Regions from separate parts of the Mus musculus genome. Here region 2 is linked to region 1. Evidence: chromatin contacts called from public Hi-C data. All regions are on one chromosome and are shown on one strand. Each heading gives the region's core, a stretch centred on a gene start, on an enhancer-like site or on the middle of the called end of the contact. The rest is flanking DNA. Distances are from core to core; before and after follow the strand shown. Region 1 holds the start of Cdk7 (cyclin-dependent kinase 7). Region 2 holds the start of Ppwd1 (peptidylprolyl isomerase domain and WD repeat containing 1).

The links. Hi-C and Micro-C count contacts between places; a contact is called where the count stands out from the background.
Region 2: a contact with region 1 is called in a Hi-C map of B cells, with 6 read pairs. The contact joins the promoter of Ppwd1 here to the promoter of Cdk7 in region 1. A contact is called at or near these places in 1 of 39 promoter capture datasets (cranial neural crest) and 1 of 484 Hi-C or Micro-C datasets (B cells).

Annotation. Positions count from the first base shown.
Region 1 is chr13:100,728,699-100,734,222 of GRCm38.p6, forward strand. It overlaps Cdk7 (cyclin-dependent kinase 7), which reads right to left and starts at 2,244. Exons shown (of 12, transcript NM_009874.3): 1 at 2,076-2,244; 2 at 1,760-1,819. The coding sequence starts at 2,141.
Region 2 is chr13:104,226,390-104,231,913 of GRCm38.p6, forward strand. It overlaps Ppwd1 (peptidylprolyl isomerase domain and WD repeat containing 1), which reads right to left and starts at 2,455. Exons shown (of 11, transcript NM_172807.4): 1 at 2,217-2,455. The coding sequence starts at 2,412. Cenpk (centromere protein K) reads left to right here and starts at 2,577. Exons shown (of 10, transcript NM_001377093.1): 1 at 2,577-2,613; 2 at 4,340-4,490. The coding sequence starts at 4,374.

The DNA of each region.
Region 1 (5,524 bases), core at 994-3,493:
TTCAGACACCAGGAGAGGGCACTGGATCTCATTACAGATGGTTGTGAGCCACCATGTGGTTGCTGGGAATTGAACAATGATCCTCTGGAAGAACAAGCAGCTGAGCCATCTCTCCAGCCTTTTACTTTCTATTTTGAGACGGGGTGGGGTCTTACTAAATTGCCTGTGCTAGCCTTGAAACTTACTCTTTAGCTCAAGAAGGTCCTGAACTTTATGTATATATGTCTTTAAGGGTGCACAAATGTAGGTGTAGGTATGTATGTTTGTGTGTGTGCACATGCAGGTTAGAGGCCAACTCAGATGTTTTTCCTCAGACACTGTCCACCTTGTTTCTGTGAGAAAGTGTCTCTCACGGGCATCTACCACGTAGGAAATGCTACATGGAGGCAGCCTCTGGGATTTGTCTATCTATCTCTACCTCCCCAGTTCTGGAAAATGCTACCATTTGATTCTCTTGCTTCAGCCTTTGGAGTCGCTGGGCTTACAGAAATAGGCCACCACGCCCAGCCAAGGCACTTGCTACCAAGCAAGGTCTCAGTCCCTGGAACCTACAAGGCATAGAGAGAGGCTCTCTCTGCAGTTGTCCTGGATCCTGCATATGCCCTGTGGCACACAAGCGCCCCCACCTGAAAATATTAATACAAAAATAATGTCTTAAAATAAAACAATGATAGTAACAGAATCACTGAAAAGACAGCAAGCCAAATACTAAATGAATGAAAAGGGGAGGCTGCCAGATGCGAGTGTAATTCTCCATACTTCAAAGGAATTGTGAGATTACAAAGGAAACAACAGATTCAAAGAAGCACAGAAATACAGAGCTCAACCACAACAGGCCCTGAGTTCTATTCGGAGTCGCAGAGTCACCATGAGCTGGCTATAGATGTCAGCAGAGGAACGAAGCTCAACCAACTGCTCTGTTCTAATGCCTCCACATTCCTAGCTGTGCGACCCTCAAGTCATCTAACTAGCCTCAGGTACCTCAAAGGGGAGGCAAAGACACTTTACCTATTTCACGGACTATTTGGAGGTTAAGTGGGGGAAGAAAAAAAAAATAGTCAAAAGTGTTTGGCACACAGGAAATTATATCAGGGTGTTGTTAATGAATTTAAGTTTTAAGAATACTTAAATCTTTCTAGAAATTACACTATTATCAGTATTGCTGATGCCAATGAAAACCTTCGTGTATAGATAACACACCTTTAACAACCTTTGACATGGAAAGACCATGCCATCCAAAAGGACTGAAGAGACGCTGTCCTTGCCTCCATAGCCAACAACCAACTTTTAGGGGATGAAACGTTTTAACTTGAACAAAAACTGTTTCAGCCCGAGTTCCATCTTGAAACACAGGATACTAATAAATACTACTGTCTATAGAGTTCTTGTAACTCCTTCAATCAGTGTGACTGTGAGCAGTAAGATGAAGCCGAAGGTAGCCCATGTCTGTAATGCCCGGCACTCGGGAGGCAGAGGCAGAAGGATTTCCACGAGTTGGGAGACCAATCTGGACTCCATAGCAAGACTATCTCACAGACAGCCATCCATCAACTGTTAATGCACGGGCATTTACTCTCTAAGAGTTGCCTGGCGTGGTGGAGTACGCCTGCAAACCTGCAAACCCCCCAAACCCCCAAACACAAAGCAGAAGGGTTAAGGCTCGCAGCAAGTTCTAAATAGCGAGGTCCGTGCCAGCAAGGGCTACGTGGCAAGCAAGACGCAAAGACTGGAGAGGAAACAACATAAAAAGGCAACTCACTTTCTTAATGGCGACGATTTGGTTGGTGTTCTTGTCCCTGGCCTTATAGACCGTCGCAAACTAGAAAGGGGAACAGTAACAAAGTCGTAAGAGGTCTTTCTTTACCTGCTGGTTGGTTTTTGGCCCTTCCCCACCTCCCCCTTTTAAGAACAAAGAAGCCCTGATTCTGGAGGGGACTGGCCACGGCCTGCTACGTGGTCTGGAGGCCTCTTCTTCAGCAGGGAAGAAGCAATTCAGGGATGGTGACAAGGGGACCGAGCAGCCGGCGGTGGCCAGGCTGTGCCTGCCTGCGCGAGAACTCAGCCCCAGGCCTCACCTGTCCCTCTCCGAGGAAGTCCAGTTTCTCATAGCGCTTCGCTCGAGACTTCACGTCCACAGCCATGCGAGTGAGAAACCAGACCCGGGCACCCAAGCTAAGCCCTCCACCCCGCAGGAATTTAAAGCGTCCGAAAGCTGCCCAACAGCTACTTCCGGTCGCTGGACGCACACGACCTACGGGTCCCGCCCATACTTCCGCTGTGGGCGGGGCCAGTCCTACGGAAGCTGAGTTGGGCCGCGAACCCTGCCCTTCCCCGCTGCCACGTGCACACAGTACCCGGAAGCTGTGCTGTCCTAGACTGCAGTCAGTGTCCATTTGTTACTGGATTTTGTCTTTAACGTGGATTTTTTTTTTGCTTCCAAAGATGATAGGCCAGGGTTCTGACGTGGTATTTCTAAGTTCGGAATGTAGCAGAAGTGTAAGGGCTTGCCCTTGCAGCTGTCTTGCTTTGCGTTACTGTGTCGCCTGAGTCTCTATGGACACCAAACCCCTCCATTTGTTTTGTTTTGTTTTTCTTTTTGTGCATGTTTTTTTCCTCCCCCCCCCCCCCACTAATTTATTGACTTATTCTCTTTACATCCTGATCTCTGCCCCACTTCCTCCAATCGGGTACCCCTCCCCGTCCCACCCTCAAGTTCTTAAAGGCTGATTTATGAAGAAACAGGCCCAGGAAATCAAAACCAAGTCCTACTGAATGCTATAGAATGAGCCTTTGGTCTTATAAAAATTTGAAACTAATGATTTAAGAAAAACATACAGGGGCTGGTGAGATGGCTCAGCAGATAAAAGCACTGACTGCTCTTTGGAAGGTCCTGAGTTCAAATCCCAGCAACCACATGGTGGCTCACAAACACCTGGAATGAGATTTGACGCCCTCTTCTGGTGCATCTGAAGACAGTTACAGTGTAACTAGTTATAATAAAAAATAAATCTTAAAAAAGAAAAAGAAAAACATACAGAGCCTTTACACATAGTAACAGTGTTTGCTATGTAATTAATGATTTCACTTTAAGCCTAGCTGTCAATTACTGGCTCCAGCAATGGTTTCCTTTTGAGTCATATCTTTGTTTCCAGTTTGCAGGGTAGAGGGTGGTTTTGTTGAGGCCTCAATTCCCTGGTGGATTTAAGAATTGATCTTCGGGCTGGTGAGATGGCTCAGTGGGTAAGAGCGCCCGACTGCTCTTCCGAAGGTCCAGAGTTCAAATCCCAGCAACCACATGGTGGCTCACAACCATCCGTAATGAGATCTGACTCCCTCTTCTGGAGTGTCTGAAGACAGCTACAGTGTACTTACATATAATCAATAAATAAATCTTTTAAAAAAAAAAAAGGAAAAAAAAAAAAAGAATTGATCTTCGGCTGGGCAGTGGACTGGGAGGCATAGGCAGGCTGATTTCTGAGTTCCAGGCCAGCCTGGTCTACAGAGTGAGTTCCAGGACAGCCAGGGTTACACAGAGAAACCCTGTCTTGAAAAACCAAAAAAAAGAGTTGATCCAAGGGCTAGAGAGATGGCTCAACATATAAGAGCACTGACTGCATATTCCAAAGGTCCTGAGTTTAATTCCCAGCAACCATATGGTGGCTTATAAGATCTAGTGTCCTGTCATGCAGGCATACGTGCAAATAGAGGACTCCTGATCTCCAAGCCCCTTAATACTTTTGTTAATAAAATTTAAGAGATCCATGCAAGGTTCACCATATCAAACCAAAATTGGGGGCATAATGAAGTTTTGCATTAGACAGAAACTAATCTGACTTTCCAAGGAACTAGCAGCCAGTTCTCCCAAGCTGGCCAGTTTTAGGTAACATAAAGAAGTACTTTAACCCATATGAAAAAGTAAAGTAAGCGTAATTAAGCAATCGGATTCTCCCTCTACTGTTTCCTGTTCTTGTTCCATCCCTACACATCCCTGTCCTGCCAGGCATGGCAGTGCACTTCAGCACTGGAAACACAGGCAGGAACCTTGCAATTTCCAGGAAAGCCTGGCCTACAGTCACACACACACACACACACACACACACACACACACACACACACACACAATCTGTTATTGGTCATTGGGAGTTTTTTCTATAATCCTGGGTTGATTAATACTCAATTCATAAATCACAAAATTCTACAACTACATAACTAACCAGGTTATAATCAGAATCCTACATGCTACAATAAACATGTAGTTAGACTCCACAGTGCTGGGCTGGTGAAATGGCTCAGCGGGTAAGAGCACTGACAGCTCTTCAGAAGGTCCCGAGTTCAAATCCCAGCAACCACATGGTGGTTCACAACCACCATAATGAGATCTGACACTCTCTTCTGGTGCATCTGAAGACAGCTACAGTGTACTTACTTATACTAAATCTTAAAAAAAAAAAAAAAAACCCACCTCATTTAAGATGCAAACATGCCTTTAGTCCCAGCACTAGTGAGGCACAGGCAGGCAAATCTCTGTGAGCTTGAGGCCAGCCTGATTTATTCAGTAAACTTCAGGCCAGTCAGGAATACAAAGAAAGACCTTGTCTCAAAATAACTAAAAATTTTTTAACAAATATGTATTGATTCCTATATGTCAAACATTATTGTAGATCTAAAAATACCTTTTAACAAAATATCCCACTGTAGTGTAAGATAAAAATATAGGTCCAGACCATCTAAGTCTACATAGTGAGATCCTGTCTCAGAAAAAAGTTAAACATGAGGCATGATGGTAACTCTAAGAGGGACTGAGACGAAGACGGTGTTTTGCAGTTTTAAATAGGCCAGTGCAAGAAAGATACCACTGGACGTCCACTAAACATTAAAAATAGAATCAGATTAAAGTTTTATTATATTTATTGTGATTATGGTGGAGGTACCACAGTGACATTTTAAGTCAGGTCTTCAGGCTTGATGGTAATAGTTTCATCTCTCTGGCCCCAGATAATATTTTAAAAGGTTTCCTTTGGCTGCTAAGAGACCACACTATAGATAGAAGGGCAAGGAAAAGCAAGGCCTGTTGATATTGTGGTAAAACAGATGGCTTCACCAGATTGTTACCAATTTTGACCCCTAGCACATAAAAATCCACTAACAGGCTGACTCCAAAGTTCTGAGTTGGAGTAGCTGTCAATATGGCTATTTTTCTTTCTTTGCAACTGATATTTCTAAAAATAGAAATCTTAAGTGATATGTTGGAGATAGCAACAGAATACAAGGTCTAATTATTAAGATGCTAGTAAGGGGGCTGGTGAGATGGCTCAGTGGGTAAGAGCACCCGGCTGCTCTTCCAAAGGTCCGGAGTTCAAATCCCAGCAACCACATGGTGGCTCACAACCATCTGTAACAAGATCTGACTCCCTCTTCTGGAGTGTCTGAAGACAGCTACAGTGTACTTACGTATAATAAATAAATAAATCTTTAAAAAAATTATTAAAAAAAAAAAAAAGATGCTAGTAAGATGCTAGGATAG
Region 2 (5,524 bases), core at 1,205-3,704, 3.5 Mb after region 1:
GTGCCTAGTAAAATTTTCTTAAAATGGCCTTTCTTGGGTTCTTGTAGTAACTGTATAGTAAGGGTTAGGATTAGCATTTTGTGATAATATACGTATATGTATATAAACACACACACATATATACATACACATTCTTAAAAAGTTTTCCTTTCTTCCCTTCTTCAGTTTTTCAGCTTGGAGCTAGGTATTAATTAGGATTACAGCATTAATTCTAAGAGCCCAGGACAATGAAAATGAGGGCCATATACCAGTCATCTTAGGGCAGGACGTGCCTAGGAACATTGGAGTCACACCAATCCTGGGCTGCTTATTTCATAAAAGTGGTACTCCAGTATCTTTTTAATGCTGTTGTTTATTGGAATTTTCTGTAGTGAATATTTTCCTATATTCCAGATTGCTTTTGTTGTTCACTAATTCATTTAAATATATTCAAGGGAACATGCACAGAAAGAAGAGAAAGACATAATTATTTTCCTTAGGAAATAGTTTATTTTAAGACAGGCAAGATGGCTCCGAGTAACAATGCTTGCCTCTGGCAACCTGAGTTCAATCTTTGGAATCCACACAAAGGTGGATGTAGAGAACCAACTCTACAAGGTGACATTGTCCTCTGCCCTCCACTCTTGTACTAAGTATAAGCGTTCCCACCTCTCTGGTCCCACCAACACATAATATACCTGACACCCACATAGTATACATGCCTGCAAAACACCCTTACACATAAAATAATAGTAATAATAATAATAAATGTTTAAAAAATAGCTTAACTCAAAGTACTATAAAACAACCATATATCATTGTGAACATATACACACAAAAGTCTAATCTTGCCTACATTTCCAAAAATTTTAAATCACTAAGCACCTGTCATCCTCCCTCAAACTCAAACTCCATTGGTTGGCTTAAAAAAAAAATCTGGCTAAGGGAAAAGATTTTTCACATGATATACCTATTCCTGTCCCAACTCTATTGTTCATAAGACACTTGTTTCCTATGTCAGCATTTCAAAGTTTGGTTTTTCTTTTTCATTTTGTTTCGTTTTCCTTCCTAAATTATCCTTCCATTCTTTCCACCTAAGCAGTTCTTGTAGTAATATTTAGGTGAAATAATAACAGCACAAATGTTATAAAATATTCATTTAAACTTGTATGCAAAACACTGTATTGAAGTGTTGGAGCCGAAAGTACAAGATCCTTGTTCTTACATGATTAGGCTAGTAGTGTTCAGGAAGTCACATGAGTAAACACACAACTACAAAAAGTAGTAAGTGCCTCGAAGGCAAAAGCAGGATTGGGCAGAAAAAGTAAGGAGCTAACTAAAGGGTGTCACTATCCAATGTTCAAAAAGCACTGACCTAAAACCTAGACCTGTTAAAAAGCTAGCATGGTTAAAGGAGAGAAATGACTCCAGATAGAGACACTTCACAGTATCTGGACAGGAACGTAGAGGAGCCCTTGCTCAAGGACAAGGTAGGGTTTTGAGAATGGACAGAATTGGGAGTCCTGCTTGGGGAAATAAAGAGAGACAAACTGCCTCATAATCCATGTTAAGGTGTTTGGGCTTTGTTCTGAAAATAAAAGATTTTTAAATAGTTCCACAGTCAGAATTGAGATTAACGCGTGAGCGAACGAACACACACACACACACAACCCTAAGACATTTATGAAAAAGTTCCTAGAACAGTCTTTAAAACAGTAAATATTATCTCTTTACCAAACTTTAATATTATAAAATCTTGTTATTATTCACGTTAGTGGCAAAACTTTACTATATTGTCTCGAGTATGGCTTCATATCCAGCTAGCTTAAGCAACTTCCCCTGAGTTTGAAAATTCATTACTAGACGAGTCAGGGTTGAAAGCTTAAGTGTTTATGATTCTGAGAGCTCCTTCCCACACCTGCTCAATCAATATTAGGAATTCCAACTTCACACAGCAGCTATGAGGTCAAAAAAAGCATCCAAACACAGAAATACAGACAAGCACTAGTTTGTATCATCTCTGACAGTCAGGAATCAACGGTGTTCCTTTTTTTTTTTTTTTTTTTAACACGCCATACTAACACCAATTCACTCTTTAGGGAGGAAATGCAGTGAAGATCGTCCGTTCTAAGTGCACAAACCCACAATCTCACTCCCGCCCGTGGGCGTGCTTGAGATCAACCCTCCCACTCGGCCGGAGTAGCCGTCCAGCTTGCTCGCGGGCTCTCCGCTGCTACCTTTCCTCTTCTTGGCAAGGGTTGCCTCCACCGGTAAAGGCCCGACCCAGCGCTCTTCATTCTCATCATCATTTTCTTCGCTCCCCGCCACTGCCAGGGCCGGTTCTCGCTCGCTCAGTTCCGTTTTTTCTGATCCCTCTGGGTCTCGGCGCCTTCTCCTCCTCAGCTGCGAATCGCTCCCACTCTCGGTCGCCATGTCGTCCGAGGCGTTAGAAGAGACGCGACGACCGAGTGAACTAGGTTTCCCCGAGCCGCGGCGCAGCTTTTGTCCGTCAGCTGCCGGAAGCGCTTTTTGATTGGCTGCGGTGGGCGCAGCTGGTCCAATCAGCGAGCAGCGCGCGTAAACAGCGCGGCTTGGCTGTGTTGACGAGAGCGCTGAGGAGGCCGGAGGACTGAAGTGAGTTGAAACCGGCTCTGACTGGCAAAGGCCCCAGTTTTCTGTCAAGGAGGATGGCAGCTCGCGGGTTTGGGGGACCCAGGTACCCCCTAGATCGGACGCTTACGCCTTACGAACTGGAGGTCTCGCGCTTCTCGGCCTCTCGGGCCAATGCTGTTCTAGAACCTACCTGTTTTTTCCCGAAAAAGCCGAGGGGCGGGGTTGGAAGGAACTTTTTGTTAAAAAGAATGAAGTAGATTTCTATCAGCTAAACTATATATTGAAATTACTGTAATTTATAAGGTGGCCTCCCATTTAGAATATTCTTTTTGACTTGGAATGTGTATGTATGTGACGCGAGAAATTCACGAAGGGCCTGCGTGTTACGTTCCCGCGTCTCCACCTGCCTGCTCTATGTTTGACGATTAGCATATAGTCTATGAGCCTTTGCTATTTCTGGATCTTTATATTTCTGTATAGGTCTAGAATTTCCTCATCAAGTGCGACAGAGTTTTTGTCGCCTTTAAGATGTTAATTAAGATAAAAGAGGACAATTTGGGGGGAGTTGACATCTTCGCGTTATTGACACCTTTAACCTAGGAGCATGCTACCGTGTTCTGTCTATTCCAACAACAAAGCTGCATCCTGTACCACTTCTCCGTTGGTAATTTACAGGTTAAGCAATTTAAGACTTAAAAATTCCTTATGAGTAAAAAAATACATTGGGGCGGTGTTTATTCTGATTTACATCTGATGTTGTAAACTACAGGTCCTCTCTACATCCTTAAAATTACCTAACTGTACCTCATGATACACTATCATCTTTACAACAGCCATCTAGTAACCTTGCCCTGGATGACTATATTCATTAATATGCTATCTTTTGTTGTTTTAATTGGGCCACTAGTTAGTAATTTAAAGTGGGCTACTATCCAAAGTTGCTTTATATTCTTTGAGTTTTCTTAAAGACAAAAACAAAAAACAAAAAAAACCAACATTCTGTAACCTTTCCCCCTCTCCTCTTAAAATTTTGTTTGTAAACCTTATAGCCTTTATGTGATAAGCTATTTCTCTGAACCCTGACCCCTTCTGAGATAGGATTTTTCTTTTATGTCCTGACTGTCCTTGAAAGGACAGAGATTCGAATGCCTCTGCTTCTGCTTCCCAAGTGCTGGGATTAAAGGCAGGGGTCACACCACCTGGCTGTATCTGCTCTTAAAATTCAAATTCCTTGATACTTCCTCACAGTGGATCACCTTAGGTTCCATTTCACTTAGTTGGAAGAAGTAATTCAAACACACCTTCCACAAGCTCTTACCAATACATCTCCTCACCTACCTGAATTTTGCACTCTTGTTTTTCTACTGACTCTCCTGTTACAATGGAACTTTTTAAAATTTAAATCCATTCTTCATTAGGTGGACACTTAGTTGATTACATATCTGGGCTATTGTGAATGGTGCTATAGTAAACAAGATTGTAAACATCTTTTTAACATGCTAGTTTCCTTTGGATATATATCTAATAGTGGAATTACTGGATCCTGTGGTAGTTCTGTTTCTAATTTTTGCTAACATCCATACTCTTTTTTTTTTTTTAATAATGGCTATATGAAAATATTCCCTCCAACAGGTGCGTGTTCATGTTTCTCTTTTGATAAAAAGGACTTTTTGTTTTTTTAGTCACTCCTACATTCAGCAGATAGTTGTTTAATGCATGTGTCTTTTTTTTTTTTTTTTAACGTTAGTAGTTGCAGTAAGGTGAAGAAAACTATAAAGGATATGTCAGAGAATAAACAAGAAGTACATCCAGATACTATTACAGATGTGGAAGCTGTTATAGATACAGAGGAAGAACTTATTAAAGAATGTGAAGAAATGTGGAAAGACATGGAAGATGTAAGTTTCAACAGATAAAAGTGATATATTAATATAATTTTACATAATTGACTTAGGAAAGAAACCGTGTTAGTTTCCGCATAACTATTTTTTTTATAAATTATTTGTATAGATTTTATACCTAAAAGCATTCTTTTAAAAATTTTTATACTTGATAAGCTATAGAAAGAGAAAAAAAATAATGGTAGTTTTGGTTCTCAGGGAGATTTTTTTTGCTTATAGAGGTCATTCATAATATTGTATATAATGCACCATTAAGGGTATTATGGTAGAATGCAAAAAACTATACTTAGGAGAAATGTGTAAGGCATTATGAAGGAGTCAAGGTTACCTTTCTACAAGAAGTAAATGGATAATTAAGAGCCTGTGAAATTAGGACAAGACAAAAATGGAAAAGTCCGAATGTATAGTTTAAAGAGGTTAGAGAAATCTTGGTAAGATTTTATGGAAAAATATATACTAGGAAAAGGAAATCTTGTGAACTGAGACTGTAGAGAATTAGCTTGGAATAAGAACATGGATTTTGTGGAGTGGGTTCAATGGGAGATCATTAAAAGGTTGAAATTCACTGTGAAATGATTGGCTACATGAAAACAACCATTTTGTTGTGTTTTAAGACAAGAGTACAGAAACAGGATGCTTTAAGAGAATCTCGTAGTCATCCTGGTAAGGCCTGATGAAGGCCTGAATGCTGTCATTGCAAGAGTGAATTCAATAGATTCTAAGAAGGTTGGAACTAAAGGACACAAAAGTTAATAAATGCCAGATTAGAGGAAATCATGAATCATTTTAGTACCTGTTTGGGACAGTAGATGTTGACTGAATTAGTATCCAAATTAGAGAATATAGCTGTAGAAATAATACATAATTAAGAGTTATGAGTGAAACAAATATAGAAATTAAAATGTTGACCTTGAAATTATGAACTTTTTTTTTTTTAGTGAGATAGAGGCACTTGATACACTATGCTATTTTGGTAAATTTTTTTTCTTTAACATATGATATAAATCACAGACACAAGTAATATCCTACTT